Regions from separate parts of the Sus scrofa genome. Here regions 2, 3 and 4 are each linked to region 1. The links are chromatin contacts, called in public Hi-C and HiChIP or PLAC-seq maps. All regions are on one chromosome and are shown on one strand. The core of a region is the stretch at or near the end of the contact, and the rest is flanking DNA. Distances in the headings are between cores, read along the strand shown. Region 1 overlaps FMN1 (formin-1). Region 2 overlaps SCG5 (secretogranin V). Region 3 overlaps FMN1 (formin-1). Region 4 overlaps FMN1 (formin-1).

Region 1 (7,080 bases), core at 3,367-5,866:
CATCCTCACAGAGACAACATCAGGCCCTTAACTCACTGAGCTACAATGGGAAATCCTCATTATTTTAACTTAAGACGGGTGGTGTTTCAAATCAACCTACCTGGAACACGAAAGCAAAACTCTTATTAAACTTTAACAATAAATTCCAGATTTGGGTTTTCCATCTATATTTTTTGAGAACAGAAAAATGGATAGCTAAACTAGCAACTGGAAAAAACACTATTTTCAATGTTATTTAGAAGTGGCTCTTCAATCTATATATTCCACTGGCTCCTTCCCTGGCCCCATCCCAATCAGAAGGCATGTTAAAGCCTATCTATGCAGAATGCAATTGGTCAGATGCATTTTCTCTGTTGTTCAGTAATTCATAGTTAAGAGTGTCAACTGCAACAACCCTGACTAGCACAGAAAAAACTTCTATGAGTACAAAGGACAAATCCTGATGTCACATGACCATGACCACCTGCTGTAGTTAAGAGTCTTAAGTCTCTCTTTAAAATATTCTTTACCTATAAGTCAACTATATTCCGATAAAATTTATTTATTTATTTATTTTTCTTTTAATGGCCACACCTGCAGGATATGTAAGTTCCTGGTCTGGGGTTGAATTGGAGCTGCAGCAGCCAGCTTACACCACAGCCACAGTAACACCAGATCTGAGCCACATCTGCAACCTATACCAGAATCTGCGGTAACACTGGATCCTTAACCTACTGAATGAGGCAAGGGATTGAACCCACATCCTCACAGAGACTATGTTGGGTCTTTAACCTGCTGAGCCACAACAGGAACTCCTATTCCAATAAAACTAAAAAAAAATTTTTTTTACCCTCTTGGGGAAAAAAAACTCTAGGCATTCACATCAGATTAAAGTATGCCAGCAGATACTTTTCTGGCAGCAGAACACTGCCTGATCTTCAGCTCTGTCAGAGGAAGAATTAATAACCTGGCCATTGAGGGACCAGAGAGCAAAACACATCCTGCTAGAAAGGCAAGCGCAGCTTATCACTGGACTCTTAGGGTGGACAATTTTATTGAAGGCAAGAGGAGAGAAAAGGAAATACCCAAGTTCCCAATTGTGTTAATTTTCTGATAATCTGTTCTTTGAAAGTGTAATGCAGGTAGTTCCCATTGTGGCTCAGTGGAAATAAACCCAACTAGTATCCATGAGGACGCGGGTTTGATCCCTGGCCTCTCTCAGTGTGTTAAGGATCCAGCATTACTGTGAGCTGTGATGTAGGTTGCAGACGTGGCTTGGATCGCATGTTGCTGTGGCTTTGGAGTAGGCCAATGGCTATAGCTCCAATTTGACCCCTAGCCTGGGAACTTCCATATGCACAGATGTGGCCCTGAAAAGTAAAATAAAATAAAATAAAATAAAATAAAATAAAATAAAATTTAAAGAAAGAAAGAAAGAAAGAATAACAGTAAAATCCAGACCTTCAATTGAGCAGCATTTATACTGACCATAAGAAGGTGGCAGTTTTAACTTTTTCTTCTCTCTCATGCCTATGCTGGGAAAATTAATTTTTGTGTTTTTCCTATTTTAATGCATTGAACCATCTTTAAAATAAAAAAGATGATAAGGTTGTAGAAAGGGCCTAGGAGAGTAGGTTAAAGGCCATGTGATCCTGGGAAAAGAAGGGAGGAAAGTCTTGATCACGTTCGGAGCATGAAATGTTGAGTTCTCAAGGGACCGATGTGCGAGGGCTCTAATTCCAAGGAGAATAGTGCAAAACAAGAGGGGCAGGAATGGCAGCACATGGAATTTATATTTGGTCCCAGGAAACATATCCCAATGGTGACAGTTCTCAGGTGAGTAGGCTAAAACAGGTGTATGAACATGAGAATCACTTGGGAAGGGGTCTGTGAGGCTACTATTTCCGAGGCTGTTTATTTCTTCCTGTGGCATAGCACAGAGAAATAAGGACATTTGCTCAGAGGGTGATTGAGGTGAGTGATGAAATCTCATTCCCTGGAAATACCATTGGTCCTGGAGAATTTCTAAGGACCGGAACAAACACATTTCTATTTTGCTATGTGTCTGTCTCCCAAAGACAACACTGACCCCCATTTGTGTGGCAAGTACTAAGGTTCAGCTTCACAAATCTCAACCGACTCAGTCAAGTAAAAGCCAGAACCTACAAGGTAAGAATAGATATCAAGGGATGTAAAAATGAGGAACAATCAATTACACTCTGTGGTCACTTGCCTCCAGGGCTGGCTTGTGACTTCTGTGACCAAAAGTGACATGATGTCCTATACTTAGCCATTAAGAGGATTAACAGTTTCTGGTTTTTTTTGTTTTGTTTTGGGGGTTTTTTGGAGGAGGAATATTTGCTCTGGAAAGAGCTATCCACTATGTAAGAAGTCTAACCACCCCAAGACTACTATGCTGTGAGGAAGACTAAGCCATGTGGAGAGACTGCATGGACTAGGAGATATCTAACCACCCCTACCAGTGCTATCTATCCCAGCCCAGGATCCACACACGTGTGTGTAGAAGTCATCAAATGATATATACGAACTTACTACAAAACAGAAATAGACTCACAGACTTAGAAAACAAACCTATGGTTACCAAAGGGGATAGGGAGAGGGAGGGATGGATTGGGGGTTTGGGACTAGCACATCCATACAACTGTATATGGAATGGATGGTCAACAGGGATCTGCTGTATAGCACAGGGAACCCTAACCAATATTCTGTGATAACCTGTACAGGAAAAGAATGTGAAAAAGAATGGATACATGTATGTGTATTACTGAATCACTTTGTTGTACAGCAGAAACCATCATGTTATAAATCAACTTAATACTTCAATAAAACTTCAAAAGAAAATAAAAGTCATCAGATCATTCCAAATCCAGTCACCCTGATTCTGACCTCATAGGAAACCCAGAACAAGAGCCACCCCAATGAGTCTAGTCAACCTGCAGAACTGTGACAGATAGTTAGAATCTATTATTTTAGGCTACTAAGTTTTGAGGTTGTGGGTTAGATAGTAACAGATAGCCAGAATATACCATGTGGATTCCTAAGGCCAACAGGCTATAATATACATTTACAGATAGAAACTCCAGAGGCAAAGATTGTGTTCATCTTGCTCATCATCCTATCAAAAGAAGCAGCACAGTACCTAAAACGAGGAAGACCTTACTACTTAATGAACCATTTGAACAGCTATATCTGTATTAGTACAGCAAAAAGGGGGCAGGGAGGCATTATCAATACAGTATCTTAGATGGACCTAAATCTGAACATTTGCTTAAGAAACAGAAGTCACAGCAAAACATAAAGGAATATAAGGACAGGGTTAAGGGCAGGCAAAGAGCAAATATTTCTGCATATTACCATGTTAGATGTTGTTTTAGGTGGCTGATATATGTTAGCTGATTTGATCATAACAATAACCTTATGGTATTGGTGTTATTACCTCTCTCTGAGATGAGAGAACTCAGCCGTGTTTGGGTGAAATAAGTTTCCCAAGGTCAGTTAAGGAAGGGATTTGAACTCAGTGTAATTCTAAAGCCAGCCCTCTTTCACTGAAGTCTCCCAGGAGACTACGACAGAAACAATAGAAAACAATTTGAAAGAGACAGGAAACCCATCCCTTGAATCTTACCCAGGACCATCTCACTCCATTAACTGCTGTCAACATGTTGGAACCTATTTGACCACATGAAGCTCAGACCAATTACCATTAATGCCACAGCCATGACTATGAACTGGGAACCAATGCCAGACGAAGCTTAAGTTTAAGAAAGCAGATGATCATGCACGTATATTATGTTAGCAATTAGGCTTAATCCTAGAATCATGAAAACTAAGGGAAGAATAGTACCCTCCTGGGAAGGATAGAGATTTCAAACATATTTTTAGTGGATTTCCACATTCAACCTACTTGAATACATTACACTCCTTTAGAATTATTACATTACAATTACTCATCCCACATTTCATTTATTTCGGCAAGGAACTGGGATGGGGCAATGAGCTCAGTAGGCAGATGGTTTGTTCATTTTGATGAATAATTTGAATGTCAACAAGTCGGAAGATGATAGGGAGAGAGGGGAAGTGGTAAATGGAAAAGGTCCTGGTGCCAGACTCTGGGATGGAGTGAGGATGTGCTATCACGAACCAGCACTTCAAGAAGCTAAGCACTTAGTGTTTGATAATTTCATGAAAGGACATAAACTGACTCTGCATATTTCCCATTGTGCAAAACCCATTGTTCAGTCCTGTTGAACACAGCTGTGATCTACTCGAATACACATTTTTAATTTTCAGAACAAAAATAGTGGAAATCAATCAAAACTTCAATATAAAACTGGTGGAAAAAAGAGTTCTCAATTTGAAAGATTAATAAAAGGATTAAGGAATTAAATGACCACATTCCCTAGCTTCAGCTTGCAACCTCTCACAGTCTCATCTTCCTCCCATCTGCTACAAAGCAGAGTTTGAATGTTCCAGTAATTAACAGTTATGAAGGATAAAGTCCTTTACTCTAGTGGTGCTCACTGTCATCTTCAATTGCTTTTAGACACTGAAGCAAGGCACTCTTTGTGAGTCCCAAGGGTCCTGTGCTTGCAGTTCAACTCAGTGGCCACTAGGTGGTAATATTGTTGATTTCTTATGCCATGATGTTAGATCCACGTCATCTTTAATGGAGTTATGTAAATACTTTCTATCACTAAACTGTAACTATGGAAATTACAATTACACTTTTAAATGAAATATTTTAATGGCAAAAGAATACAACCTCGTAGAAAAGTTCATCCATATCTGGTACTTTTTATGCTTACCCTACATACCTGATTTTTCCTCTAATTACACATAGAATGATCTACAAATTATAACAAAAAGGAGGCTTCAGACCCTAGAGAGATCCAGCTTATATTCACTGCTTCTGATTTACTTTTAGAAGCTATGACAAGAAGAACATGACTTTCCTTCTAGTACGGAAGACCTTTTACTGTAATTAGCAACTTGCCATTTGAATTTAGGATTGCAGCTATTTGCACCATTGGGAAGTCATACTTCCTTGACTGACTTTCTAACTCCACTGTCCAAACCATCTGATAAAATTGCGATAAAATGCCCAAGAATATAACAGCAGCTGACATATATAGTGCCAAACTCTGCGCTAAGGGCTCCACATGTATTATCTCATTCAGTCCTGGGCTCCTACTAGCACTACCACAATTCTTCTAAAATAAAATGAACTCAGCAGAAGAAACAGACCTGTGACTTTATCTGCAAAACCACACATTATATAATATGTACTCTGCACAATAACTCCCAGAAGGCAGTACAGGTGTTAGGTTCTTCCAACATGAAGAAAATAATTGAGTAATTCAAAGAGAAGTCATGTGATAGCAATTGCAATCAATCACTGATGAAAACCTCAGTGATAGCTGTCAAGAATCCAAAGGGGAAGTAGTGGCTGAGCCAACAATTACACAAAGCAATTTATCATGAAAACAATGATTATGCAAGATTGCAGAGCTCAATACTGATTCCATAAAATACTTAACTACTTGTCACCACAATTCTTTCCAAAGTACAAATGAAACTTCTGTTGTTACTTGTGGGGGAGGTAGAATAAGATCTCTACTAGGATTCCAGGAATGATAGTTGCTGGGGTTAAGCTGTGGTGAACAAGTTTGCTGTTCTCATTTTTAGATGGTATGGAAAAATGCTTATTGCTAGTTAGTTACCAGGGTTTTGCACCATAGAAAAAATAAGTGATTTTCCAAGTTATTAGGATGACACAGTATCAATACTGGGATTAAGATCACACTGACCTTAAATAAGTTCTTAGACTCAGTTCCTTAGGGATAATAAAATCAGCCTTGAAGGAGTCTTGCAAAGATTAAATGAAGCACTACGCTTTAACTGTTGAAATCAAGAAGCATTCTGGAGATCGATCAGGACGGTGGAGTAAAAAGAACATGGAACTCACCTCCTGCCACAAATACATCTAAAATATGCCTGCATGTGCAATGATTCTCATTGAAAACTAACTGGAAACTGATAGAAGGACTCATGTACAACCAAAGGTGAAAAAAAGATACACATGCAATTGGGCAGGAAGCGAAGAAAAGTAATTGGGTTGGGACATGTATCCTTGGGAGGGGATGCAGAGAAAAAAGGAGACATCACCAGCAGACATCCACTCTGGGAAGTGAGTGGGTTGAGTCACAGACTGAGTACCCAGTCCTAGAGCTCCCCCAAGGGAGATGAACCTCCTTGGCTCACTGGAGGGCTGCTGGGATAGCAGGAGCATGGCACTGGATCTGGGGCAGCCACTACTGGGAAGGAGACTTCACTGAGGGACATAGAGGTGACCTGGTCGCAGAGTGGAGCCTGGATGAGGTGGTGGCAGCTTTTGTTGGCACTTACTCAAGCAGTGCATCAGAAGCAGCCCAGATCTCTGACGTCAGCTACTCCATCACAAATCACCTCCTGACAATACACACCGAGAGTCCCCTGTGGACCCCAGCCTGCCTGCTGTATGGCTCCGCAACAGAGCAGTTGAAACTAGGGGTAGGGATTGGCTATGAGGGACAAAGAGGACTTGTGCCTGAGGCTGTGACTGAGTGGAGCAATGGATACAATTGAAGGCAGAGCATCAGAGACAGTCTGGACCTCTGTAGCTAACATAACATGAGCTGAAACCCTGCGTGGGCCCCACTTGCTTAAGCTCTGCCTCTCTCTGGGGCAAGAATCCCAGTGCAGGGAGAGGAGAAAAATACACTTAGAGCCAGCTTGGGCCCAAACCTTAGGGCTTTTGCTCCAGAAACTTGGGATTAGACCCTGTCCCATATAGGACAGTGATGGCCACTGAGCAAAGGGAAAGTCCCACCTCATACCTGGCTCCAGCTCTAGCCTCTCCATCTCCAACCACACCCCTATCAAAGCAATAGCTACTAGCACACCCTGAGGAAAGACATGACTTGTGTCCATGTCAAATCCAGCTCTCCAAGTAAAGGCAGTGGGCACATGGAATCTGTATAGGATGCTTCCACATAAGAACATATCTCCAAAACTGCAATAGGTAACTGTTTCACCTAAATT
Region 2 (7,080 bases), core at 2,243-4,742, 240 kb before region 1:
GACAAACTGCCCTCTTGGAACAAATTGGTGCCAATACTTTGGGCACCACGGTTCGTAAAGAAAGCTATTAAAGCTGGCTGGAAGGGTTTAGCAGACCACGGCTTGGCACCACAATGAAAACTCAGCATGACTTTTGAGCGTGGCATACTGTGGGGTTGGAGGAGCAGAAGGGGCATGCGGTGTGCCTGATGGGGCATGGTGGTCATTGTGTGGTGTGGCCGGAAGAGTGCCAATGCCCAAAGCCCAGGCTCAGACCAGCCTTGTGGCACTAAGCAAGTCCTTTGAACTCTATGAAGTTGAGTTCCCCAGTCTGAAAATGGAGGTGAGCTACCCAGACCTTCTCATGGGATTGATGTAGCAGTCAAGTTAAATAATGTATAGACAAGTGTTTTGGGCAGCCTGAAATGTTACTCATCTGGGATGCATCATTGTCACTGTCATTCCCTCTTCCATCCTACCACATATATATCTCCAGATGTGAATGGCTTCAGGGCTGGAAGATGGTCATATCTATGGTCATGTCCTATGTTCCTTGTTCCTTTTCCCCCGTGTCCTCCTAGGCTTGACTTGGGTAAACTGCCTACAAGAGTTGCATGCTAAACTTTGGAGGAACTAGTTCTCTCCCTGCCTAACCCCCACCACCTGACAAAGTGCTCTGCTGCCTATCAGTGTTGACCTTAAGAGTTCAGAACCTTTAGAGTTCCTGTTGTGGCTCAGTGGTTAATGAACCCAACTATATCCATGAGGACACAGGTGTGATCTCTGACCTTCCTCAGTGGATTAAGGATCCGGTGTTGCCATGACCTGTGGAGTAGGTCACAGACTCAGCTTGAGTCCCACATCACTGTGGCTGTGGTGTAGGCCACCAGCTACAGCTCCAATTTGACCCCTAGCCTGGGAACCTCCATATGCCATGGGAGCAGCCCCCAAAAGACAAAATAAATAAATAAATAGAGAGTTCAGAACCTCAGACTGTAGTGAGGATGGATGTTTCCTGAAAAACAGTAAGTGGCAACTTCTCCAAACTCAACCATGCTATTGTTTTTTGACCATGACATTGGTATAGAAGTATCTTCAAAGTCAAGAAGACAATTTAGTCAGTTGCCAAGCCAAGAGCAAAGCTTGGTCGTGTCCACATAAGAGATGTTGGCCTAAGGGTGGTGTGTGGATGGGTTGGAAAGCGTGTTCTCAGTGGCTTGAGAGCCGGCTGTCCACGTGCTGGTGTGTCTGGCAGGTCATGATTAGTGCACTTACCGTGAGCCATGCATCCTATCAAAATATCATCTTTTCATTTCCATTTTTACTCAATAAATAATTATAAAATGCCTACCACATGCCAGGAACTGTGGCCTTGATACATTTGAAAAACAGCCAGCACACATCTAACTTATTTGCTTGGGATCTTTGTGAAATAGGTAAGAGAGTCAGGCTTCATCTTCTTTTAACCTATAGTAAAGGTTAAACTGACCCAAGGAATTGAGTGGTTTTACTGAGTCGGGGACAGAGCAGGATTGAACTGCCTTTCTTCTCACTTCTCCATCCCTGGATGCCTTTTCCATTGGTGCTTCAGTCTCAAGGCCTCTAGAGTTGTTTGAAGGTGAAAACACAGCAAGGTCAGGAACCAGGTGTCACACACCCCTCACTCCAGGGGTGGGTCGGCTGAATGGGTGTGATACAAACAGGGACCAGGAGATGCAAAGAGGAGTAGCAGGGCCCATGTTCTCTTATTGTGATTAGAGCCTCCCTTGTTTAAGGAGCTTAGGTCTTGGGAGTTCCCTGGTGGCTCAGTGGGTTAAGGATCTGGTGTTGGCACTGCTGTGCCTCAGGTTCAGTCCCTAGTCCAGGAACTTCCTCATGCCCATGCCATAGGTGCAGTGCAGTCCAAAAAAAAAAAAAAAAAAAAAGATGTAAGGGAAAAGGGACAGATATAAATGTTGAAAGACACACGTACAGCATGCCAAGATAGAAGCTGTGAGCCCAGGTTGTGGTTGAGATAGTCACCATGACAGGAGCTCTGGAGGGAAGTAAGGCTCTGGCCTCAGGGAAGCCTTCTCAGGTCAAGTGGAGTTTAGCTGCATGCCCTTGAGGAGGTGGTCACGTGGATCATGGGGGCTTAGTTTCAGGCATGAAGAGGTGGGAGGAAATAGACTCGTTATCTAGAATGTGTTGAGTGCAGAGTGGTTGGGGATCAAATAGAGGGTGGCAAGAAGGCTGGACACTTTTAAGATTGTCGCCACATTTCTCTACTTAAGAGTATCTGGGGGGAGTTCCCCGGTGGCCTAGTGGTTGAGGATTCGGTGTTGTCACTGGTGTGGCACGGGTTTGATCCCTGACCTGGGAACTTATGCATGCTGCAGGTGTGGCAAAAAAAAAAAAAAAAAAGAGTATCTAAGGACAGGAGCCCATTGTCCATGTCAGTTGGGACTCTAAGTTCCTGCCTCACACAGCCTGTCCCCTTGTCTGCAGAGTGTTCCATGCAGATAAAAAGGCTGCCCCACATCTGCAGATGCCTTTGACGGCAGCCGAGGTAGCAGGTGGGAGTGGGACTTGGGTAGTTCTTTTGGTTTTGGTCAAATACATTTGCAGTTAGGCACCAACACCATTGGGACTTCCGGGGATGGGGCAGGTGTTTCTTCAGTCACAAAGTATGTATGGATGTCACAGGGGGACTGGAGCAGACACGCCTCCTGCCATGCTCAGCATGTGCTGGATGGTCCCTAGACCAGCTCCTTCTACTAGCTGCTCCACTTTCCCTGTGGGGTTATTTATTTATTTATTTATTTTTAGTATTAGATGACGATTTTATTATTTTTTTAAATTTTTTGATTTTCATTTTTTTAAGTTTTATTGAAGTATAATTAATTTACAAGGCTGTGATCATTTCTGCTGTGCAACAAAGTGACCCAGTCATATGTATACACACATTCATTCTCTTTCAGATTCTTTTCCCACATGGATTATCACAAGATATTGGGTAGAGTTCCCTGTGCCATACAGCAGGTCCCCATGGGCCAGTCATTCCATATACCTCAGTGTGCATATGCCAATCCCCAACCCCCAGTCCTTCCCTCTCACCCGCGTCTGTGGGGTTATTTGTTTGGACACACTGACTCGGAAGCTCCCAGGGGGCCAGACACTGACCCCTCCCAGTACTGTGGGGAACACTGGTCCCACCGGGGGGTGCAGAGTACATGGCATTCGGTCTGATCAGGATGGAGTGACACTCACCCAGGGCCCTTCCAAGCAGGGATCGGGGGCCGGCTCGGGGCCCTCCTGGTTGTCGCCCCCACTAGCCTGTCAGAGTTTATCTTTGCATGAGACAGATTGTGGTGAAGGAGACAGTCAGTCCAGGAGACTGGCCTGCCCTGAGGAGGCTCAAGGGACCTTCCTGGTGCCATCTTCCTGGTACGCGAGAGCTCGGCAGCCTGTGTCAACAAGCCCAGCCCTGTTTGGACAAGATGTGGTTGACTAACGTTTTCCTCTTGGGCAGTAGGAGTGGACGGGCCTGCTGGGAGGAGCCCCTTTGCTGTAAACTACAGAGATGCCTGTCTTCTGAACCGAACCAGCGGGTCACTTCTGCCTCATTTTTTTTTTTTTTTTCCAATCCTTCAGCAGATGATGGGAGACACCATTTGTTGAGTTTGTGCAGACTCTAAATACTCCTTGGTCACTGGACTGTGCAAAAATATGGCAACAATGCAGGTGCTATGGCCTAGAAATGTTTCCGAAGGCAAGGGAGGAAAAAGCAGTTCTTCTGACAGTAAATGATACATTATACTAATATCAGAAGAATTTTTTTTTGCATGTGTGGTCAGTGAAGAGAATTTTTGGCAGTTGGTTCTCATTGAAGGAGGTCTGTATACAGCACGCTGGAGCCTGGTCAGCGCCTCTGGCTTTTTTTTTTTTTTTTTTTTTTTTTTTTTTTTTTCACATGCAGAGCTGTGGTGCCTAGGGGTCTGGGCTGTGACAGCAAGACGTGACTGCAGGCAGGGAGTGGTCAGCTTGCGCTCAGCATTCCAGATCCTGGCTGTGAGCAGAGTAAGTTGCTGGTATCCACACAGCTTTCTCCCCAGCGCCCCTCCCCAGCCAGGCCTCCCAGCCTTGCTTCAGTGTGTTCATCTGTGGTCCAAGACAAGTCACATCTCTAACCCCCCAGTTACAGCAGCCAGGAGAGCATGTGGATGCCCATCAGCCTTGCTCCAATTTAAGCAGAGGAGTTGAGCGGCAACCAATGGGATCTCCATTGCCGCAAGTGGTACCAAGGCTCTTTTGATGCAGAAGCAGTAGGAATATAGGTTTAGACTTCTGCTATTTCCAGATAATTTTTAATTTCTCCAAGCATATTTATAAATAGAGCTCAAATCATTCATTGGAGAGGGGAAAAGTGCAAGAAAATCAAATGCATTCACCTGTTGCTTTGTTCGATAAGAGATGCACACACAACATCTGTGTGTCCTTTGGTGCCTGGTGTCCTCCTCTGGGCCCAGCCTTTTGGTCCCAGGTGGACCCAGTGGGCAGTGCCAGGACAGGACATCAACTTCTCACTTGCATTAGCCCTGGTACTTAGAACATTTGCCTCTATGAGTTTTGGATAGACCCACATTTTCACCCTGCCAATCTGATTGTAAAGCTCTAGAATCCAGGGAGAGCACAGCACCTCGAAACTGGCTTGACTCCCAAAGTCAAGTACCCTTTGAAAGAGGGCAATTTAGTTTAATTAAAGGTTAGGAAGCACTCTCTTTTGATACCTACAGAAGGAAACACAAAATGGAATATGTGATCATGTTCTTTCTTTAAATGTGGTTCTAGGAGGACAACCAATAATTTATTTTGTGCCTTCTATGTACCAGACACTCCATATGTAGTTATTTTTTAACTAAGAAATCCTGTGCTTCCCCCTCACAAGGGTAGGTTGGGGTGTAGAGTGGGTGAGACCTTGGCCAGGACTGACCATCTGATGTGGCTGAGGGTCTGGATTCACATCATGATTTTGACTCCAGAGCATGGCTTTCACTCTCAGCACCCATGACATTGGGCCATGGAATTCTTGGTTGTGGGGCCTGCATCCCTGACATCTGCCCCCTCCATGCCTCCAGAACACCAGCATCGCCAACCCATAATAATGTCCCCTGCCACTTGTGACAACCCGCAATAATATTATCCCCTGCCAACCAACATCACCCTTTGTGGAGAACCAGTTCTCTGTGGGCTTTATTTTTTCCTGCTGCAGTGCATTCAGAAGGCAATTTGTGGTACCTTTAAAGACTCTCTGTGGCTGGCTTACTTATGTTTATATTAATTGTTTGTATTATAAAATTGATAAAGGCCATTGTGGATGATTCAGAAAATAAATTATTGACAATCTTACCACTTAGAAATACCTACTTTCAACGTTTGGTGCATTTCTTTCCAGGCTCTCTTTCTATGTGTATATATATATATGTGTGTGTGTGTGTAGTAAAAAAAATCATACTGTAGGAGTTCCCTGGTGGCCTAGTGGTTAAGGACGATGTGTTGTCACTGTTGTGGCTCAGGTCACTGCTGTAGCATGGGTTCAATTTCTGGCCAGGGAACTTCTGCATGCCTCAGTTGTAACTCCCCAAGAAAACATACTATAAATATTTTAACGTGGATTTTTATACCTAATATGTTGTCAAGACCATTTTCATACATTAAAAGCATTGCTGTAATTATTTTTACTAATTGGATTATATCCTATGTTTATCCCACAGTTTAGTTAGGCATTCCACAAATATTGGACATTTAGTTTTTCCAATTTGTCCCCAGCAAAAGCTTTGCTTCAGTGGACATATTTGCACATGAATCTTTGTGTAGATTCCTGATAAATTCTCTAGGGTATATATTTCTATGAAAAGAAAAAGTGGGTCATGTTCCATGCATATTTTTAGACTCTGTTTCCTACATACTGTCAAATTGATTTCTGTTAATGTTGGGCTCTCTCTTCCTCTGTTTGTAGGAATCTCAGCCGGCTTGTTAACTATGAGCATTACCTTTTTAAATCTTTTGACCGGCAAAAATGACATCTCATTGTTTTAGTTTGTATTTATTTGATTACCAACCACATAGACCACCCTTCTATTATATAACTATTTGCTTTTATTATTCTCCAAGACATTTGTTAATGAGTTGCATTGTTAGTAGATTAATTAGTAGACTTAATTGTGTCTAAGATTTACTGCTTGCCTTTTTCACAAGGCAGACTTGTAACTGAAATTCCTTAAGTTTTTAGCAGCAATAGAGGGGTTGAACTCTGGGCAAGGATTGGGAGAAGAGGTGGAAAGGAATTCTTGTGTATAAATTGGAGATTACCTAAATTAGAATTAACTGAACCCTGAATTTGGCAGAAGAAAAGAGAATAGCTTATGCCTGAGGTCCTCCAATGGTGAGAGAGATGTTCAGAAATACCTGGTCCGAGAGTTCCTGTGATGGCCACCAGGTGGTGCCATTGGCCCAGGACCATTTGCTATCTGGTGCAGGAAGGGTGGGGGGGTGGGGTGGGCAGAGAAGGTGTTAACAAGTGAGTGAGGTGATAAGCTGCTGAGTGCTGGTCAAACTCTAGGACATTCACTCATTGAGTATTTGTAAGTAAACTGCTTGTGATCCCGTGTTGGCATGGTACGTGTGTGTCTGCGTCTGTGTGTGTTTATGTGTGTGTGCAGAGGAGGAAGGGAAGGTTAGGGCTGGTTATTTACTTGTTTATTTACTAATTGAGACATAATTCACATACCATACAATTCACCCATTTAAAGCATACACTTTATTGGTTTTCAGCATAGTCACATCACCACAACCAACTTTAGAACATTTTTATCACCTTCCAAAGAAAGGCCATTCCCCTTAGCCATCACCCTATCCCCATCTCTGCCCCCTCTCCTGCTCCCTTCACTTCCTATTCCCCTTTCCCAGCCCCTGGCCTCAACTAATCTCCTTTCTGTCCCTCTAGATTTGTCCACTCTGGACCCTTCCTGTAAGGGAGTCTTCAGTGGGTAGGCTTTGGTGATAGGGCTGTTCTTGGGCTGGTATTACTTGCCCCAGCTGACACTGTCCCAGCTGACTTTG
Region 3 (7,080 bases), core at 2,326-4,825, 220 kb after region 1:
TCATATAACCATACCAACTGATAATTTACACACATGCCTAAGACAACCTGCAAAATATAAGCCTATAATAAGTAATCTTTAGCTTTCAGGAAGAAGTCAAAGGGGTTTCATTAGAGACACACGCAGACACACATATACACAATTAAGATACATCAGCTTCTCATTCTCTGTTTATCTGGCTATGCCAGAGGCATACAAAAGTTCCCGGGCCAGGGATGGATCCCGCGCCACATCAGTGACAGCACTGGATGCTTAACCCACTGTGCCACCAGGGAACTCCACCTTTTTCTTTTTGTTAAATTTCATGTGAACCCCTCACTTAAAAGAGTAAAAATATCTAGATTCACTTTCTATTTAAATATATTCAAACAAAGCTCCTGAGAAGGTTTCCAGAGAGTCAGATTGCTTTAAAATTGGCCATGCATTAAATAAAGCTTTGTCTCAGAAAAGTGAAAGAGTAACTGATACAGGATCTGTACATTCACTCTGCACAAGGTTCCTGCAGCTCAAAAGCACGACTCACAGACAAAGAACAAATCAGATTACAGCTCTGGAGATTCCATCTCTGCCTCTTCCAGCAAGTCTGCTGGCTCACACAACATGATATGAGGGCCAATCACCTGCGTCCTGGGCAGTCTGTAATCTACCTTCTCCATTAGTCTCCCACAGGTTCTCCTACTTTACACACACACCCTCTTCCCTCATTCATTGCACTGCACTCCCCTTTCATCTCTATGAGACTCATTAATGATAAGTGTGCCAGGGTTTACTTTAACAGCAAAACCAAAAAGAAAAGGCTTCAGCATTACATTCGATCAAAAAAACAAAAACCTCAACTTCAGAGTCCAGAACTGAAAGCCACTGTGGCAGAAGATTAGCCCTGGGCACCTGGCTTCTTTGGATGTTACCTGCTTCAGTGTACTTCAATCCCACTTTTTCTTCTGCGTCTTTTGTCTTCGGGGGTGGCCAGACGGCTTGGAGTCTGCCAGGAGTCCTATCATCTTGCTCGGTGGGGCTGTGGTCAGGCTGTTGAAAAAAAAAGGGGGCAAAGAAAAGATTAAGTTGAATGAAAGGTGGCCAGAGTCAATTAATCCCTGAGAACAAACATGCTCACTCTAACGCTTAAATTAATCCTAACAGCCAGTTGCATGCTGCTCTCATTCAAAGTAACTGAAACATCTCACCACAATAGGATCTTTTTCCAGAAATGTAAAGTGATCAGTTGGGGGTGGGGGTGGGGGAGGTTGGGAAACACCTCAAAGGCCAAGTATCACACAATTCTCAATAAATAATTTTTATCATATAACTATTTTCTTTAATCCTAAATACACTTTGAGCTCAAGATACAGATCCACATGTTACTACAACCGGGTACATTTATAGGAATATTTACAAATGCATCTCAATGAAGTTCAAAGTTATTTAGAATATAAAGACTGGTTTCATATTTTCCATGAATATAAACTGCAGGCCAAGATATACTTCTCTAGGAAGTCCACAGTGATGAATTCTTTTTTTTTTTTCTTTCCTACAGAAAAATGAAAGAGATGGATTTCATATTCAAGCTATCTTTACAGGAATTGATTTTTACAACTTTTAACGTCAATTCAAGATAATTTTTCCAAAGACCTTTAAATGTAATGTTTTAAAACATATCAAATACATGAGGGAATGATAATTATATGCCAAGTTGATACTGAGCAAGACATTCTAGTCATTGTCCTTATAAACTTTTAAGATCCACCAGATAAATGCTTGGGAGTCCTTACAAATTACCCAAATAATTTTTTTAATAATAGTAACAGTTTTCATTAAGTAGATGGTTACTATGTGCTAACTTCATTTAATCTTCACAACAACCAAATAAGCTAAAGGTTATTTTCTTCATTTTTTGCTGACGAGGAGATTGAGGCTGAGAGATGGTCAAGGTCACCCAGCCAGAAAATGGGAGAGTTAGAATTAAAACCCAGGTCTCATTCTCAATTCAGTGCTCAGTCAGGATGCCTTGTAACCAATAGAGAACATTTCAATCACATCACGAACATATTTCGCCAAGTGGCAGACTTTCAAAGGAAAAACACAAGTTTTCACAGAGGTGTAATTAAGTGGTGAGGAAATTTGGGCTATATTTCCATATTGCATTGATTCTTCATACTGCCTGGTTTTCAAAAGCACATTTACTACTAATGTTTAAATTCAGAGCGACAGTTTTCCTTCTCTACCTGCACATCTTATATATACTCCCACTTACAACAACCCAGAAAAATGTATAAAAAGGCTTCTGGCCAACTCCATACTCCTAACAAAGACAACTCAGTTATATTCATCTCACCTAGAAGAGGGTCCCTAATAGTGAGATTCACTTTGACAGGAAACCTAAAAAGACATACAGCAGCCTCACACACAACAACACACGAAACTCAACACTACATACGCTTTTGGAATCCGAGGGGCCATCCCCTGGCCTTGACCTCGACCGCTCAAACACAGCTCTTAGAGACTCCTTCTCATGTCTCATCTTGCGCTTGAGAGCTTCCAGCTCAGAGGTGTCAGCTGTGGTCCCCTTTCTGGGGGGACGGATGAATAAGGCTTTAAAGGCCTCCAAGGCAGTCTCCGGTGGCTTTAGCTTGACCTCTCCCCCCTGGGTTTGGGCTTCTCCAGGGCTGCTCTCACTCTTCCCAGGAGCATGGCAGCCCATCTCTGCTCCCCTGGGCTGCTCAGGGTCTTCCACCTTTGGTTCAGCTCTGGGGACATCAATGTTGAGCAGCTGAGAAAGCTGCTCCAGGAGAGTGGGAGGGGCCTTGGGATCGTTCGTTTTCTCTCCAGTCTTCACTGTCTGAGGCCCTGCCTGTGCTAAGGACCTCTGGACAGGCTGGGTCAATTTGAGCAAAGCCAGGTCCCCATCCTTTGGTTTAATTTCAGTGATGGTCTCCCCACCCTCTGCTGGAGCTCCCTTCTTCAACACGCGAAGCCCACTAAAAAACGCTGGCAGCTGGAAGGACTTCTCTCCAGAGTCTTCTTTTTTAGAAGAGGCATTCTCGGTAACACCAACACTCAAGTTCTGGTCTGTCACCACTGGTAGAACTTTGGAACCTTCTTCTCCAGCTAGTCTTTGGCCAGGGCTGTGCTCTGTCTGAAGGCCTCCATCATCAGCTTCTGATTTGTGGCTTATCTCCAGGGCAGTCCTTTGAGGGACTTCTCCACAGAGGTCTCCATCACTAGTGGTACCAGTTTCTCCAGCGGCAACATCTCGCCTACCATCTCCTGTCTTTTCCTGGGGCTCCTCAAATGGCTCAGATAAAACAAAATCAGGGGGTTCTGGGCCATTGGTGTTGCTTCCCTCTTCCGGTTCCTGGCCTCCATCATCTGAGTCAGAATCACTGGTGGTGTTCACCAGGGTCCCACGAACCAAAACGACATTGTCTCCACTCACACTCACAGAATCGAGTGGAACTTGACCAGCGAGAGGAATCCCTGCCTCTGCTCCTCTCTGCCTTCCCTCCAACTCCTTCTCCACCCCTGCAGCCTTCCCATCATGTTCAAAGTCAGGTGGAACCCGAGCCTCTGTCTCTGGTGGATCCTGGCCACTGCTGGGCTCCACCAGCAGAGGCATGGAATCTGCCACTACACTGCGGAAGGCTTTCAACACCGCATCTTCCTCTTCAGGCTTCACTGACTCCAATTTACTCTTAAACCCAAACAGGGATTTCATAGAGAACTTGCTCAGGATCGACTGGGCCATGTCAAGTCCGGCTTCGGGCTGTTCTGGTTCCGAGGCATCACGGCCATTGAGGGCGTCACCAAGGTCTTCCATGTTCCAGCAGTGCCCCAAGTGGAAGTTCTGACTTCTGTTACCTTCCCCAGCTCTCTCAATTTCTCTGCTCCATCGGCTCTTAACTTCCAGAACGGCGAGCAACAGGATCTGCCAGCGGACTCAGCCACAGAGCAAGCACACTTGGCCCGGCTCTGGTCCTTCCCGCGCCCTCCTTCCGGTTTGCGCGGTGATGGTGCGCCTGGGGCAACTGGAAAAAGTCCACAGAGCTTTACGCCCAGAAGCAGCCGAGGCTGCGCACCTTACTACACACGGACTGGTGAGGCTGCCCCTCTGGGACTTCCGTATTTATTCCCGGGGACAAAAGGCTTTTTGTCATTGGGAGAGTCAGCCTGCCCCCACTCATCCTAGCCCAGGGCTTCGCCACGAGCTCCGCCCCGGTGCCGGCGATCTCCTGGTCGCTTTCAACTTCCTCATTGGTGAGCAGGAGGCTCCAGAAAGTGCTGAGCAGGCAAGCTGAGCCTGACAGCCCTAAACCAACCCCTTCCCTCGGAGCAATCCAAGAAATTCAAAAGTGAATCTGCAGAAAATGGCTGAAATACTTCTTATTGGCCCTCTTTTGCCATCTAAATCCTGGTCAGAAGCCCCGTGCCATCCTGGCCAAAAAAAACCTAGCAGTTCACACAGACCAACAGCCACTTATAAAGCCCAAAGCAAAGAAATAAGAGGAAAGAAAGCAAGAGATCACTTCAAAATGCCCAGGCTCTCAAAAGCAGTTAATTGACTGCCCTTGAAGCTTTCTTTTCTTTTTCAAAGTGCTTTCTTCCGCTTCCCTGCAGGTTTCATCTGGAATGCAGATTTTAGCTGCCAGAGCCGGAGAAGGAAAACCTACACGACTGGTTTCAGATTACTGCTGGTTTAGCGCTGCCCTGGTGTCTCAGTGTTCTGCAAACAGGTACTTAGGCAAGCACACCCACCACACCCAGTGTCCACCAGCCTTAGGGTGGCAGAGTAAACAGCCCCAGCCCGGCAGGAATGATTACCCGACACACTCTCTATGCCAACCTTGGGCTTCTGCTCAGCAGCTCTGACTTCCTGGGCTTCCTTAGAAATCCTGCTGGCCAAAGGGCACCCCTCTCCACTTCAGCGATCCAAAACAACAGATTGAAACCTGTCATCATACAGGGTAACATACAACCTGCCTTGTTAGCCAGAGCGATTCATCAGAGGTCCCCAAGGTCCCTTCCCCAAAAGGGCCAAACATCCAAAAGGTCTCTATCAGTCCAGTCTCTGTCACAGGTCCGATTTACAGGACAGACAAAACCACCACCAGATATGACCAGTTCAGTGCAGCTTCCAACACTGATTATATTCTGGGGACCTGGCAATGAAAGACAGAAAAACTGCAGCTCCGTCTCCTAGCTGCACTGCTGCCTCTTGGGACAGCTTCTGACAGACAGTACCTGAAAGTCTCATTGTTTTTCAAATCCCATCCAGTCAGCAGGCTTTTAGTAAGCACCTGGGCCCATTTAGTAAGCACAGGGCACTGTGCTGGATCAGAAAAGTCAAACTGGCTTAACAGTAATCATGGCTTAATAGTAATCTCTGGCTCTCTGAGCAAAGCTGCAAGAAGACTGAGCCCAAGTGTTAAATGCAAACAGAAATTTATTCCTCAAAGCAGAAACTCTTGCCACAAGCAAAACAGCTGCCTTGCTTTATCTGCAGTAGGGAGTGGTTCTGGCTTCCACATTGATAATGAATTGTATGCCCCCACTAAGTATTAATCTTGAAAAATTCTGATCATGGGAATAAATTTCTTGTGAGGTATCAAAAACCCTCACACAAAAAAGGGTACATATTATATCGCATCGTCCCCTATGGGAAAGTTAAGACAGTACTTATGAGGAACCTAATCCCTGATTTGACCTTATGTCTATTTTTTAAATTTATTTACTTTTATTATATCTAAATGGATACATTCCTCTTTGCTCCTGATCAGTGTTATTTTGGATTAACTGGGGCACAGTTAATCAAAAGGTTGCCCCAATGCAGGAAAACTCATTGATGCCATTTAAGTCTCAGAAGAAGCGTTGTGTCTAGAGGAAACACCCAATGATAAAAATCATACTTCTGCTTCTTCAAGACAGAAGAAAGAGGCTTCATCACATCAGATAATAAGATGATCAGTCTTCTGAAGAACTACGTGGACCAGTCAATATACAGGTGAAGGGAGGAGTCGTGGCACATTATTTGGTATTTGGTGGTCTCTAACTGAGAAGTCTCCATTTTTTCAGACATGGTTATTGAGCTCCAGAATAAATTTCTGAGGACTTTCAGCAGACTTGGTCAAAATGGGACATAAACTGGAAGGAGTCGATGGCTCTTCTACACTACAGCATGGGGTGGTATTACAAAGTTTCAGCACCCTCTCAATACCCATGGACACCAATACAATGTTGTGGCAAGTGTAGGAAGTATTCGGTCCCAGGACGTTATTTGATCCCAGCCCCTTGGCTCAAGATATAAGGTATTATTGGGTTAGCAGATGCAAACTATTACATTTAGAATGGATAAGCAATGAGGTCCTACTGTACAGGACAGGGAACTATATCCAATCTCTTGGGCTAGACCATGATGGAAGATAGTATGAGAAAAAGAATATACATATGTATGACTGGGTCACTATTCTGTACAGCAGAAATTGGCACAACACTGTAAATTGACTATACTTTAATAAAAATAAAATTAATAAAAACTAAGCAGCCATTCCCAAGAGAACACAACTGACCAAAGCTACACAGCTAGTTAAGTGAGAATTACTAATAATAGCTAACATTTAGTAGGTGTTTACAAGCACTGTGCTAGATGTTCCACGCATATTAACTGACTGATACACATAGCTAGGAGGTTGGTATCATTTTCTTTTTCCTGTTTGGAAGCTGAGGCACAGAAAGATGATGTGGCTTGCCCAGGTCCAAAGAGTCAACAAGTGGCAGAACTGGAGCTTGAATCCAGGCAGTCAGGCTCCAGAATTCACAGTTAGTCCCCTGAAATTCTGAGCTCTACCTTCTGCCATTAATAGGATGCCACCTACTCCTGCATATTGAAGAGTGAGGGATGTCAGCCCAGTTTGTTGGTGGTATCTCACTAGGACATGTTTTAGATACTTTTTCCCTCTGAGATCATACAGAAGACTGACTTCACAAAAAAAAAAAAAAGAAAAAAAAAAAAAAAAAGAGAGAGAGAGAGAGAGACAGAGAATGATGATTCTTTTCCCTTGTAATTTAGGGGGAAAATCCAGAGAGGCT
Region 4 (7,080 bases), core at 2,273-4,772, 150 kb after region 1:
GTTTATTACTGCTGAGCCACAAGAACTCCTATTTTTAATCTTTATTCTGTTCCAAGCTTGGCTGAGATAGTATGGCACCACAATATTGGTGGATTTTTTTTTTTTTTTGACAATGACCTTTAAGTGGGGTTTTTCCAGAATTTCCAAAGGAACATGAGTTTTTTGAAAAAAAAACTTGCTAATTCTGATATATCCCTATTAGGGAAATATCACTTCATTACCCACATTGAGAATAGTTATTTCATACAGCAGATAAGCCTAAATTCTTTCCATGATACCCACGGCTCTTCAAAACCTGTCCTCTGCTTACTTTTCCAGATCCTTCTCTATACTTTTCCTATGTTATACCAGTATAGGCTCAAACATCCCATCAACTCCCACATCTTTAAGCTTTTGCACATGCTGTTTCCTCTATGCAAAGCCCCCCTTTTTTTCCATCTTCACCTAGTGAAAGCCCCAAAGGAAAATTCACTCCAGTGCAACTGAACCTTCTGACTTAAGCTTTTCTTGATTCTTCTTGACAAAAGTTTTCCTTTGACTTTGTTGCCAAAGAACTCCCTAGATTCACATTGTGTTATAGTCATTTATGTTCATCTTCTTTGCAAATCCAGAAGCTCCAGGCATTTGGGGACCCTGCCTTATTCATGTTTGGACTTCCAGAACACTGCACACTGCTTGGCTAGCCAGTGACCCAGAAATGCTTTTTGAGTTGAATTATTTCTTTAGCTTTAAATAGTAAGACTTCCCTGTGCCTCTGTATTACCCACCCAACTAGACTTGAAGCTCCAAGAAAATTTAAAAGGAGAGAGACATGTGGTCCCCTTCCTCTCTGATAGTCCCGTGCACAGCATAAACTGTGCAATTTCACTACTGTTATTAATTCAGACAGGATATCTAGATAATTTTTTTAAGTGTGGTTATTTCTAAAAGTTAATGTTGATCCTATTTAATTTTAACAATTCAAAATATTTAGTGTAGATAAGTATTCTCTCCACAGTAAGCGTAAAGGCTGTTCCCATAAGTATAGTAAGCCATGCAGTGGAACTGAACCATATTTGGGATTCTAATCCAATTAGGAATTGGGCTCTAGGCGACTCCTGCAGCCTCCTCAGGGGCTGGCCCTCCCTTCCCCTACCAGATCCTCATTATTTTTTAATATCCTCCACATTACCCCTGCTCAGAGATATCATTGAAGGAACACACTGTCCGGAAACCCAAGTAATAGAGGGAGACTTTGCTTGTCTGGCCCCCACAAATATGCCTGCCAAGAAGAAGATAGAAAAATGCCTACTGATGAAAGACATCATGGCGGTGCCAAGCACTGCAGAAAAATCACCCATTAGCATTTGGTTGTTACGAACTTTCTCTCCCAGTGGTGTTGCCAGGGCCAGTTAAAATTCAGGTTGTCTACTGTACAGCTTGAGGAAAGTCAGCCTTTTCCAGGGATTCTTCCAAATTCTAAATTCTTAGGTTGGGGAAAGCAAGACAATTCCAGAGACTGCACAGAAGCACAGTGAAACTTCACCACTTCAGCAAAGTTCTAAAATGCTAATAATTTCCACACCCAAGATGTTACTGTATCCCTTTCTCTCCAATTTCATCGAATACAGAGAGCTCTGGCCATTAAAGTTTCATAAGGACTCAAAGCATAGTATCACCTAAGCCACATAAAGACAGTGCCAGCTTCTCATTATGAACGCAAATCAACACAAAGACTCACTAAGGTACTCTGAAACACACCCGTGGTTCAGTATGCAGTTTAGATAAAGTTGGGCATGACGTCTGATATGTGATAGTTATTACAAGGATTCTAGAATATACTTCAAAAACCTGCACACAGAATTATGGACAGTTATGCAAGGAAATATGGGAAGTAAAACAGAAAAATCTTTGAAATCTGAACTTGAGGGTCTTACCTGGGAAACAAAACCAAACCTGATTGCAGCCAGAGTGTTTTTGTGAAATAAAATCATTACTCATGGGGGATTCTAGTAATGTTTTATTTCTAAGTTATTAATATTGCTAAATTTAGTGTAAGTCACAGAATGAATATACACACCTTGGGATATCCATGGAAATGACTTTCAGACTTTATTTTTCCAAAACGTAATTCAAAACCTAATGAGCAAGCCTAAAACCGCATATTTTGAGGCAGTGAGCCAACATACTAATTCCTTCTCTATTAAGAGAGAGGACTTGGAATTTTATGTTGTATTATTATCACTATCGAAGCTACAGCTAGTCCAGTGAGGTATGTACAACCCCCCAGAGTACACATGCACTAAGAAGCAACAGATGGGAAACCCTGGTCTTTAATTCTGTGACAAACTGAGGTTCTTCAAATAATCCCAGTAATCACTTTACTATTCCTTTCTCAATTCACTCATTGTCTCTAAAGAGTGACCCACCCTACGGACCAAACCCATCTGTCCAACAGTATCATTACAGAAACAGTGAAGCAGATTACCCATCTTTGCCTCACATACTCCCAACTTTGCCAACTTTGTATTTTGTTTGTTTGTTTTTTTTAATTGAAAACGGGTAGGAAATGAAAAAACAGCATTAGGTCATAGATAGCATCATCAAACAGCAGGTGAGGAGGGGCTAGCTATTGAGTTCTCTCTGCTATTAAAAGTAAAAGTGGGGAGTTACCATTACAGCTCAGCAGGCTCCAGACCCAAATGGTGTCCATGAGGATGCAGGTTCAATCCCCTCTCAGTGCACTGAGGATCCAACATTGCCACAAGCTGCGGTGTAGATCGAAGATGTGCTTTGGACCTGGCATTGCTGTGGCTGTGACGTAGGCCAGCAGCTGCAGTTCCAATTCAGCCCCTAGCATGGGAACTTCCATATGCCATGGGTGCAGCCATTAAAAAAAAGAAAAAGGTAAAAGTGAAATGTGTGCCTAAGACTCAAGGATTACTGATTAGGAAAATAGTCTCCACATCATTACCACTGTCATATAGAAAGCTCCCTGCTAGCAAGAAGAGGCTTAGAGGCATGGTTGTGCTAAACTTCCTAGTTACTCTTCAAAATATGAACTAGACAGACATTGAACAAGTCTTCACTTTATCAAAATGCTTTTTTTTTTTTTAATTGAAAAGGGGTAGGAAATGAAAAAACAGCATTAGAGACACTGGTCTCTCCACCATCTAATATTCAAACAAGCTTTAATGAGCAACTACAAGGCACCCATACATATATATACTTTGTATACACTCTTGGGAATGTATGTAAAGAAACAGTTTATACGTTGAGAGGCTTGTATTCTAGCTGAGAAGAGCTATTTGTGAGGTTGTTTCTCATTTTCAGGACAGCTGAGCTGGTGTAAATTTTAAAATCTTATTCATACATGACTTTTTCATTGACGGAAAAGAAAACCCAGGGCCATACAGGCCGATTTGTCCAGCAACAATATCCGTGGTTGTCTGTGTTGCTTGCATTACCTAGTAACGAGCCACTCCAGGCCCACTCATAACTAACCTCCTCAAATCTATTTTCATGAGTAAGCAAGGAGGTATTTGGCTTTCTACCTTAATATTTGAACAAATGACCAATGATGTGTGCCTAGGCCACAACCACCCTCTCCTGGCCACTTCTAGTCTCCCCAGGGGATTAGTCATTTGATAAATCTGCCATTGAATGGGTTTTAAATTATAGGTTAATCGGCAGGGAAAACAAACAAGAAGGTTTACGTGTTTTTCATTAAGATCTGGGCCCTGGCCTAGGAAGCCTCCTTTGGAGGAAGCTGGGAAGAGAGATGGCTTAAATTTACAAAAATTGCTCACCCCAGCCAAAAGGCACACTCATTATACAAGACATAAGTTGAGATGCCAGAAAAGGGCTCACAAAATTGAGTATAATCTTCATTTCTCTAAGTAATGGACCCAAGGAGAAATATTTTCTGCTCCAATTGGAGAGGCTAGGTCACGTTAATGGAAAAAACCACTAAAATAGTAATCAGAGTGACTGGATTCAGTTCAGCATTAAGACTGCTGTATGACCTTTGCTTCCTATCTCTGGCTATTTTCTTCATTTGTAAAACAAACAAGTCAGAAGAAGATCAGGAGGCTTACAAACTAGGTTTCTAGGGATCCATGGAGGTATTTTAGCAGTTCTGCAAACACTTGTGTTATTTTAAAAGGATATTTAACTTTAAAAACAACAGATTTTTTAAAAAAACACATATGGTCACACCAAAACCTACATACTTGTTTTTTTTGTTTGTTTTTTGGCCACACCCACAGCATATGGAAGTTCCTGGGTCAGGGACTGAATCTGAGTCACAGCCACAGTTGAGGCTATGCCAGATCTTTAACCCACCACATCAGCCGAGGATCAAACTCATACCACTAGAGACAACACCAGATCCTTGACTTGTGCCACAGCAGGAACTCCGAAACCTATATATTTAGATACCACCAGCACACACAGGCCTAAGGTGTACTTTGTTTTTTGGGTTGGTTTGTTTTTTAGTCTTTGAAATACACAGTTTTCCTTGACATATTTCTGAATCTATTCAGACGTTTTGAAAAATGACTTCATTGATCAGGAAAAGTCTAACTGCACTGGTCTTTCTTTCAATTCATATTTGTACATATATAAATGTAAGTATATTCTACAGAACAGGCACAACATATTCAATTGTGCACAGGCAAGGCTCAAGCTAATCTCTCTGTGCAGGGCCCCTACTTTCGCAAAACAGCCCACTGTCCAATAACAAGCACATGAATGTGCAGAGTAACAGATGATTTTTAGCATTTAATTTTATACTTGGTGCTTTTTGACAGAGTGATGTTTACTATTAAAACTAATTCCAGCAGTTCTTAATTGCTGATTCAACTGTAAAGTAAAAATTTCCTACAGTTTCAATCTTGGGGGATTATTTTAATTGAATACAGCCCTAGGGTAGTAAAGGATTTTTTTTTTCCAAAAACTATTTCTACTTTTAACTATCTATTTTGTAGAATGTGATTTTTTGTGATTTTTCTTAAGATAAAACATAGAAAGTAATTGGATCCCACGGTTAATATATGACTAGACATTTAAAAATCACTAAATTCAAACTTATGTCAAATTTTTGCAGAAAATATCTGCAAAATACATATCTGACAGAAGATTTGCATCTAGAATACAGAGCTCTGTTAAAATGAAAGAAAACAACTTCCCCTTCCCAAAATGGGTAAAAGATCTGCATGGACAGTCCACAAAGAAGATAAATTGTCAATATACAAGCACATAAAAAGATGCTCAACATACTTAGTCATTAGGTAAAATGAAAATTAAACCACAATGAGATACCACTACATACTTATTGGAAGGAAGGAAGGGAGAGAGGGAGAGGAAAACTGACCCATCTGACAATACCAAGTGTTGACAAGGATATGGAGCAACTAGAATTCTCAGCTTGCAAATGGAATGTAAAATGGTATGGCTAATCTGGAAAACAGTTTGTCTGTTTCTTAGAATGTTAGCTATACACTTTCCACATGACCCAACAATCTCACTCCCAAGTAGCTGCCCAAGTGAAATAAAAACATACATTAATACAAAAATCCATATGCAAATGTTTTTAGCAGTTTTAGTTTTAATTGCCTGTGATGGTTAATTAATGTGTCAACGTTACTGGGCCATGGGATGCTCAGATATTTGACTAGATATTATTCTATGTGTCTCTGTGAGGGTTTTTTTCAGATGAGATTAACAATTGAAGGGTAGCCTGAGTAAGGTAGACTGCTCTCCCTAATGCAGGTGGGCTTCATCCAATCAGTGAAAGGTATGAATAGAATAAAAAGGCTGACTCCTCCTAAGAAAAAATTCCACCTGTCTAGATGCCTTTGAACTGAGGCACTGGCCTTTCCTGTCTTGAGAGTGAAACATCAACATCGGCTCTTCCTAGGTCTCCAGGCTGCCGACTCACCCTGCAGACCTTGAGACTCCAGGCTCCATAACTGTGTGAGCCATTCCTTATAATAAATCTCTTTCTAGATAGACATCTTATTAGTTCAGTTCCTGCAGAGAGCCCTAATGCACTGCCCCAAATTGGAAGCCACCCAAGTGTTCTTCAACTGGTGAAAGAGCTCTTCAACAAACTGTAGCACATGCACAAAGTGGAATTCTAATCAGAAACAAAAAGGAATGAACCACTGGTAGATGCAACAGCACGAATGAATCCCTAATGTATTATATGCTAAGTGTGAGAAGCTGGACTTAAGAGGCTACATACTACATGATCACATTAACACAACATTCTGGGAAAGTCAAAGCTGTGGGGGCAAAAAAAGCATCAGCAGTTGCCAAGGTTCTGAGTTCAAGAGAGGAACTGTCTTCCAAAGGACACGGGGAATTTTTTTATGGTGATGGGAAGGTGGGAAGGTTCCATGCCTTGATTGTAATTTGGTTACATGACTAAATGCATTTGTTGAAACTCATACACTAAAGAGTGATTTTGTTTGTTTCTTCCTTTTTCTTTTTATGGTTGTACCTGGGGCATATGGAAGTTCTCAGGCGAGGTGTCGAATCAGAACTGCAGCTGAGGCCTACACCACAGCCACAGCAAGCCTGGATCTGAGCCACATCTGCAACCTAAACCTCAGCTTGTGGCAACACCGGATCCTTAACCCCCTGAGTAAGGCCAAAGATAGAACCTGTATTCTCACAGACACTATGTCCAGTTCTTAACTGCTGAGCCACAACAGGAACTCAGACAGTGATTTGCAACACATGTAAAATTATACCTCCATGAACAAAAGCATCCTGAAGACTGACATTATGGTAAGCAATGCGCACACATTTACATCAATTTAAAACTGCAAAATAAATACATTATAAATAAAATGTCAGTTATCAGTTGAAATTCCAAGCAAGATTCTGTTTGCAATAAAATCCTTCTCTTTTGCAAAAATACGTGTCAACAGACAGTGGCGTGAAATAAGTCCCCCAAACATCCAAGGAGATACTTATATCTTAATGCGACACAAACATCCAAATTCCCTAACAGTGTAACACTTCTCATTGATGCTACAGAATTTTTACCCTGCGCCCCAAATTCTAGAGCTTTCTCTTTAGATCAGGCCTGGG

What was found. A called contact is a pair of places that touch in the nucleus more often than the background predicts. HiChIP or PLAC-seq counts read pairs in DNA pulled down with a chosen protein or histone mark.
Region 2: a contact with region 1 is called in a Hi-C map of embryonic fibroblasts, with 3 times the contacts expected there. The contact joins two enhancer-like sites. A contact is called at or near these places in 4 of 47 Hi-C or Micro-C datasets (adipocytes, embryonic fibroblasts and fibroblasts).
Region 3: an H3K27ac HiChIP or PLAC-seq map of alveolar macrophages shows a contact between it and region 1. The contact joins two enhancer-like sites. A contact is called at or near these places in 1 of 47 Hi-C or Micro-C datasets (embryonic fibroblasts) and 1 of 2 datasets of contacts at active chromatin or transcription factors (alveolar macrophages).
Region 4: a contact with region 1 is called in a Hi-C map of fibroblasts, with 2.6 times the contacts expected there. The contact joins two enhancer-like sites. A contact is called at or near these places in 5 of 47 Hi-C or Micro-C datasets (embryonic fibroblasts, fibroblasts, retroperitoneal adipose tissue and 2 more).

Annotation. Positions count from the first base shown.
Region 1 is chr1:136,781,370-136,788,449 of Sscrofa11.1, forward strand. All of the region lies in intron 18 of FMN1 (formin-1), which reads right to left. Among named protein-coding and RNA genes, the nearest start is that of GREM1, 170 kb to the left of the region's middle. Within about 2 kb of position 4,617, at least 4 of the 83 cell types and tissues checked have an H3K27ac peak or open chromatin away from gene starts, as enhancers often do. A contact at or near this core is called in alveolar macrophages and embryonic fibroblasts, where this site is marked.
Region 2 is chr1:136,543,574-136,550,653 of Sscrofa11.1, forward strand. The region is part of intron 2 of SCG5 (secretogranin V); the gene reads left to right. Among named protein-coding and RNA genes, the nearest start is that of SCG5, 21 kb to the left of the region's middle. Within about 2 kb of position 3,493, at least 7 of the 83 cell types and tissues checked have an H3K27ac peak or open chromatin away from gene starts, as enhancers often do. A contact at or near this core is called in embryonic fibroblasts, where this site is marked.
Region 3 is chr1:137,004,721-137,011,800 of Sscrofa11.1, forward strand. It overlaps FMN1 (formin-1), which reads right to left. Exons shown (of 22, transcript XM_021098316.1): 6 at 909-1,026. Among named protein-coding and RNA genes, the nearest start is that of FMN1, 160 kb to the right of the region's middle. Within about 2 kb of position 3,576, at least 54 of the 83 cell types and tissues checked have an H3K27ac peak or open chromatin away from gene starts, as enhancers often do. A contact at or near this core is called in alveolar macrophages and embryonic fibroblasts, where this site is marked.
Region 4 is chr1:136,929,114-136,936,193 of Sscrofa11.1, forward strand. All of the region lies in intron 7 of FMN1 (formin-1), which reads right to left. Among named protein-coding and RNA genes, the nearest start is that of FMN1, 230 kb to the right of the region's middle. Within about 2 kb of position 3,523, at least 10 of the 83 cell types and tissues checked have an H3K27ac peak or open chromatin away from gene starts, as enhancers often do. A contact at or near this core is called in embryonic fibroblasts, where this site is marked.